Linked DNA regions of Anser cygnoides: region 1 is linked to region 2. A link is a contact called in public Hi-C data. All regions are on one chromosome and are shown on one strand. Each heading gives the region's core, a stretch centred on a gene start, on an enhancer-like site or on the middle of the called end of the contact. The rest is flanking DNA. Distances are from core to core; before and after follow the strand shown. Region 1 overlaps TACC2 (transforming acidic coiled-coil containing protein 2). Region 2 overlaps LOC106038939 (deleted in malignant brain tumors 1 protein-like).

Evidence for each region. Hi-C and Micro-C count contacts between places; a contact is called where the count stands out from the background.
Region 1: a Hi-C map of liver shows a contact between it and region 2, with 8 times the contacts expected there. The contact joins two enhancer-like sites. A contact is called at or near these places in 2 of 7 Hi-C or Micro-C datasets (both in liver).

The regions. Positions count from the first base shown.
Region 1 is chr7:5,083,713-5,087,140 of Taihu_goose_T2T_genome, reverse strand. TACC2 (transforming acidic coiled-coil containing protein 2) reads left to right here. Exons shown (of 24, transcript XM_067000460.1): 7 at 414-545. Among named protein-coding and RNA genes, the nearest start is that of TACC2, 65 kb to the left of the region's middle. Within about 2 kb of position 1,745, at least 2 of the 3 cell types and tissues checked have open chromatin away from gene starts, as enhancers often do. A contact at or near this core is called in liver, where this site is marked.
Region 2 is chr7:4,880,329-4,883,748 of Taihu_goose_T2T_genome, reverse strand. It overlaps LOC106038939 (deleted in malignant brain tumors 1 protein-like), which reads left to right. Exons shown (of 13, transcript XM_067000496.1): 13 at 1,104-2,380. Among named protein-coding and RNA genes, the nearest start is that of HTRA1, 54 kb to the left of the region's middle. Within about 2 kb of position 1,813, at least 2 of the 3 cell types and tissues checked have open chromatin away from gene starts, as enhancers often do. A contact at or near this core is called in liver, where this site is marked.

The sequences.
Region 1 (3,428 bases), core at 496-2,995, 200 kb before region 2:
CTGGATTTTAGCTTTTCTAAAAGGCGAGTCATCGAACGGAGCGTTTGCCATGTTTGCTGAGGAGAAGGGGCCGTGTGAGAACTGCACAATAGTCACTAGGAACTCACTGACTGACTTCATGCACAGAAAGCAGAGAGGACTCTTGAATTCCTCTGGCAGTTAATGCTGTGGTCTGTAAGAGCTGTCAAAACTTCTCATTAATACTGTTGGGTTTGTGGTCAGCTGAGAATTTAAATAGGTTTTGTAGGAAGAAGCAATTTGTGGGAGATGGGGGAAAGAACAAGGGAAGGGACAGCGCGCTCCTTACAGAAGTTCAGACCTAGCTGAAGCTCATCTTTTCGGAAGACTTCGCTGAAGCTCCATGGGCACTTCTCAAGTTTTTCACCTTATGAATTTTCATGATTATTTTACAGCACTTCCAAGCCTGATAGCTGTGACGAAGCTGATAAGCTCGTTTCTGGGGATGTACCGTCGGCTGCAGCCCCTGGTGAGGGTGTAGAGCTGCCTCCTCAAGAAAGTGAAGGCTTCGCAGAGGAAATAAAGAGGTACTGCACAATGTTATTTCATATGCTAAAATACATTTCCATGTCTGTACATCCATGGCTTAAGAAAATAATGGGTGTTTTGTGTAAATTGTGTGAACATTATTGCTAGATTTTGAAACCAAATGCTGGACTATGAAGACCTCCTTGCTCCAGTACGTTTACTCCGAAAGACCAGAAGAGGGAGCTGAGACTACACTACTTAATAGTGTACTGATCTTCCCTGCTACTTTTTAAATTATTCATTTTTTTCATATATTTCCCTTTTTTTTTTCCTCAAGAGGACTGTTCTGCTCAATCCCTTTCAGATACTGCCAGTGTCTTCCCCACACTAGTCATTTGCATTGTAGTTGTCAGCAATGAAGGAAGAAGTTCAGCTTGTATTCGCTCTTTCTGAAGAACTGTTCAGTTATCTTCATTTCAAAGCTGATGTTCCTCTCCTTCAGATTTGCACCGACTGGTGTTTGATAAATGGCCTCGGGGATTTTTGCTGGAAGCCCCCCAGGCTGCTCCTCCCTGCTCAGATACAGGCAAGATGAGACGTGTGCTTGGATATTCATGTCAAAGCTTCAGGTGACGCCTGTCTTGTGGGTGATTAACCAGTGTGCTGTTGTGGTTTGGCAATAAAGGCATGCCCTTATTGTGACATCTATTAATGGAAAAGGTCACAGCACAGCTGAGAATATTAAATGGGCACTCCCCGGAGAGCATCCTTCTCCACCCCACAAATACAGTTCGCCAGCTTGTGACAAGTACAATACAAGACAGGAGACAGCACGGGAAATGCAGCTATTCTACTTATCTCTGTTCAGAAACGTCAAAAGATGCCACTGCCAGCAGGAGGGTACTCTGGATCATGAATGGGAACGTACACAATAGACATGTTTTGCTGTGGAACAAAGAATTAATAGCTATCAGCCAATGCTAATCAGAGCCCATCCACAGGATAAAACCTAGGAAACATGTTGGTTATTACGTATTTATACGCTACTGAAAATTTTGATCAGAAAATGGTGTCTTGATCTTTAGTGTAAGTTACATGGTTGCTGTGACATAGGTTAGGTTGAGTCTTCTGTGTCATGCTCCTCTGTGGTACTTTACTGCACCCAGGTCTTCTTAACCAGTGTAAGGCTGGTGGGGAAAAGAAGTGCTTGAAGTTCTTGAAGGTCTGTTTGCAGCTGGTCTGCAAGTTCTGTGACCTAGAGAGGGTTTTCTGAATGAAGGATACCCTGGTCGTGCTCTAAAAGCTGGGTGAAGTGGTCAGGTGAGGTTGTAAGTTAGAAAATGCTCACCACAGGGTGTTGGCTCCTTCCGCAGAAGCTTCCAGAATTGTTTGAACTTTAGGGATACCCTGGCCTGAATGTCACATTCTGCGAGCGCTTTGGTGTGGTCAAAGGTTATTACCACTTATGAATCCAGAGGTTTATTGAAATGGAAGCCACCAAACCACAGTGTAATTCTTTTTTTGCCTTTTCATCAGAATTCGGCATCAGACAAAGAGAGGAGGAATAATTTGAGCGGTGTGTGGATGTGCAGAGCTGCTCTGCTCACGTATTTAAATTGGCTTGTGCCTCTGAAGTTTCTGTTTGGTTTCAGCAGTGACGTGGTGTGTTTAACAATGTAAATATGTGTGCAGAGGAATCTCTGGGACGAGGTAAACAATTAAGTAATATTAGTAGAATTGCTTAATGCAGAGTCAAAATCTAGTGCAGGATGTCAGTAACCCAAACGTACCCTGGCACGCATCCTCATTATGCCCTGAGAACAGCACGCTGATCACCCACAGCGTTCTCTAAAGCTGAAATCACCTTTGCTCTTTTTGTAATGTGAACACAGATTTTTCTGAGATCTTTATGGAAATTAAGATGCCTGCAGAATTAGAGATATCTGTGGGATGAAAGATGGTTATTCCATCCTCCAGAAACACAAATGTATTTCGGTCCAGATAGCTCTTTACTGTGATAATCAGCCCCTTATGTAAATACCTCTTGGACTGTCTTACAGTTTTATGTGATTCATGTGTATCAAAGTCAACTCAAATCAGCCATGGAAAATAACAGCGTTTGAGTCAGGTTATGTTTCACTTTGTCACATTTATGGCAACTGCCTGGACAGCGAGGTGCTAAACCTCGGCAAGTACTTTGCCACTGCACAATTTTCTGCAGAATGGATCCTTGAGGCATTTCGGTCTCCTCGGCGATCGTGGCAATCATGTTATTAACTGTATCACAGACACTTCGTAATTTGGGAGAAGTGCTGAAATATTGCTCGTAAGTGTAACTTGTCATTTAAGGAACCACTTCTGATAGAGCCGGAAAGGCTCTGAAGAGCCAATCCATCCTCCTGATGGTCCTGTGAGGGGGAGAGACGGCTGTGTAGTCATTCTGGAGAGCAAAAAGCAAATGTTGTCTTTGTGCATGTCCTCATCCAGAGCCTGACTACATGCTTTAAATCTACGCCCGAGATGTTAAATGAGGCTGGTGTGATTGAGAGGTGGGGCCTCCTTGTCAGGTACATAGCTTTTGAAAGAAAATTGACACTAAAATAGATTGCAATTAGATAATTTTGCGAGAAGCTGGGCGGATAGGGAGCTTCTGCTGATCTCTGAATCTCTGCAATTAAATGCGCATCTGTCTTAGCCAATGTTCCCGAAATGAGCATGGAACCAACTGGAAGCACAGCAACAAATCTTTCTATCCACAAGCAAAAAGTCTTCATGGGAAGCTCAGCTTTCTGTGCTGTTGGTTTCTAAAAGATGTTCTCATAATACTTGCCCAGGAGGAAGCAAAACTGAATTATTGGTGTCACATGCAAAAACAGGATGAGCTTTTTGACTCCTGGGTTGTGTTTGCTTGGTCACGTGTTGAAAGTACGTTTTCTCCTTTT
Region 2 (3,420 bases), core at 564-3,063:
CTGATGGAACATATACACAGCGTCAAAGGCAGTGCCCCTGATGGAACGTCTCAAGTTTGTTTTGCGGTGTGTGTGGGTGAGAGTAGGCAGAGGAACTGCTTGGTCATGGCTGTAGTCAATAAGGAGAATGTTACTGCTCGTAATTTTAGGGCATATTCTTCTTCATTTAATAATGAAGAAACAACTAGATTATTCCCCAAAACCTCAGATTATTCCAAAATAATAGTGCAGGTGAGTTCTCATCCAGTGTAGTTAAATATGTCTGTAGTTGAGCAACAGTTATGCAACTTCTTACGAGTTATTGGTTTTGGTATATTGTTTTAGGATGGTCCATATTTCAAATGTTTATTTGTTCATATAGTTAATATTAGATCAATTAGTGAGACAAAGGTTTTTCATATTTGCTAGAAGCTGAAATTAAAACTTGAATATCTAATTTAGAATACATCTATTCTAGATGTATTTGGAATATAATTCAAAACATTTACACATTTGTATTTTCTCTGAATAGCTTGAGCCTGTACTGAAAAAAAAATATATAGAAATCCATGTTTATTTTCCTCCTAAACTTTCTTAGATCTTGATTCATCTGTTAGGATGCAAGTGATCTATCTATAAATACTGTGTTCAGTTTTGGGCTCCTTACTACAAGAAAGATATTGAGTTGCTCAAGCGTGTGCAGACTCTAACAACAAAGCTGATGAAGGGACTAGAGAACAAGACTTATGAGGAGCAACTGAGGGAATTGTGTTGTTTATTCTGGAGGACAGAAGGCTGAGGGGAGACCTGAAAGGAGGTTTCAGTGAGGAGAGTGTCCATCTCTTTTCTTAGGTGACAAGTGATAGGGTGTGAGGAAATGGCCTCAGGTTGCACCAGCGGAGGTTTAGGTTGGATATTAGGAAGGATTTCTTCATGGAGAGGGTGATTGAGCATTGGAACATGTTGCCCAGGGAAGTGGTTGATATATCTTGGATGTATCAGAGTGCAAGAAATAGATGCATATTTAAATGACATCTAGAATGCCATTTTTCTCCCCATTTTTTATGTTTTGGAAATAACAAGATGAGGAATCAAATGTAACCAGGACCTCTCATCCTTCCTAGAACTGGACTCTTTTGGCATCCTGGAGAACGTGAATTCAGTTCCTGCTCCAATCGATATCTCTCATACTCCATTTATTACTGCTGTCATGGCCCTGACAGCTCCTGTTTTCGCTCCTGTTGGGTTTCTTTTGAAACATATAGTGAAGAAATCAATTCCATATCAGATCACATGAGATTTGGTAAACACCTGCAGCTGATAACATTGGTTGAGTAATTTGATGGATTGAGTAATGTCCTTGCATTGAGAAATCTCCTCGACAATTCAAAATTAAAGGTCTTCTGTGGTGATAGATAACCTCATGAGAAGGGATGGGCTTGACATAACTCAGCACTGAATGAAGCCAGAAGACCAGCGAAAGTTTGCAGATCAGTAACAACCTTCAAATTAGTCAGTTGCCACCTACAATATTAGGCTGTCAAATCTTAACACTCCATTTGAATCAGCTTCCTCCTCTCAAGATGGAGATCTGGCCTCTGCCACTGAAAAATATAGCCTGGGTTGTGGGGAACCCACATGGCCAGTTCTTGCTCCACACCAAACAAGAGTTTGTTTCCAGTTTCCTCAGATGTAAATTAAGATCAATAGTCCTTCTTTTCCACAGGGGAGTTGTGAGTCCATCACACAATGTGTGCTGCATGATAACCAGAAATGGGACTTGTCTAAGTACCTCTGAAAGGCAACAGATTGCAACTCCACAATAAATCGCAATGTGATGCAATGTGTGTATTTCAATTTACCCTTCAGGCAAGGCTAGGACTATTGAAACTTCCCTGTAATGTTTTCTGTTACCACTACGGTCAGTGCTAGTAAGCAAAATATTTGAATACAAGTATTGCTATTATACTTTAATAAGATTTCTTTTACGTCGTGTTCTGTCACTTCAGATTTTCTGAGATGGAGATGAAATTTTGCATGGCATAATGAAATGTTTCAGATGGAGAAGATTCTATGCAGCTAAAATATCTAGACAAGCATACGTGACTGAAAAAAAAAAAAAGAGAAAGAAATGATTCTTCCAATTGCGTATGGATCCTCCTGAATAATGTCTGGATATTTTGTGACTAGTTCTTCAGGAAGATCCTTCTTGTTGAGAAAATGTAGATTTGAGCTATTTTCAATTATGGCTGATTTCCAATATAAAATATGTAATCACAAAATGAGGAAGGCAGTGTTTCTAGTGTGGTATTTCTGTTTTAATTCCTGCAACCGTCTTTGCATTTGAACTCAAAAGTTTTCCTGTTTCGAGGAGTTAAAATAAATAAATTTTTCCAAGCAACATGTTGTGTATATATGGGATTCTTCTGTAAAAACACAGGCACATGACATACCTGGGTTCTGGAAAAATCCAGGAAGACCTTATTTGTCTTCCTGGTCTAGATCCTTATTTGTCACAGGCCCAGATCTTCTGTGAGATAAGCCCTGCATAATGTTGTATGTCTGTGACTTACTGGCTAACACAGGTACATCTCTAAAACTCATACAAATCCTTAATATACTATTACCACAATGATATAATTACTGCTACAGCCTAGCCTAGCACTTCACTCACAACCAAAAGCAATTCTGGAAACCAACTTGAAAGTCCTTTGTTTATTTTTCTTTGTTAATGGATAAGGTCAAATGAAATCAGTATAACTTTTTAAGTAATATCATAGCTCTGCCTTATGCAGCGGTGGCGATTCATCAGCTGGAAGGAAAGACAATTAGCAGGTGCAACAAATGAGCATCACTGGAGCTTACTGGGGCTTAATGACCTTCCCAGAATGCAGTGTGGAACAAACGTCTTGGCCATCACAAGAGAGCGAACAGGGTGTTGGTCCAAGAGTGCCAGTTAAGGCGTCTTCTCCTCCTGTTTTCCCGAGCAGCAATAAACGTTGTGGATGGTACGTGTTGGACCGAGATACCAGGAGATCCTCCTCTGCCAGCCCATCAGGGGGCAGCTTCTGAGAAGATCTTTGGAGAAGCTGACCCTTCTAAGAAGTGCTGTACTTCCTTGTTACTTGCCTGCAGGTGCCTTTGTGAGCTGGACTGTGCCTCTAGAGACTTTGGCACAAAATGGGATGTGGCAGAGGCAGAGCACCATGCTGTTGGCAATGAGGAGCACCTCACTGGAGCCCTCATTGCTGGGCAGCTTTGGTTTGATGTCTCTGGATCATGCATTTTTGTCTTTTATCACTGCATTGCATATGTTTGAGGCTGGCTCTGGACTGTGGCCAAGGCAGATAAAAACAGCCTTTAACAGCTACTGTTAGGGCAGTCCCATTTGAGTCGATAGACCTTTGGTACCTTTATTGCAACATTCAGACACTTAGGAAA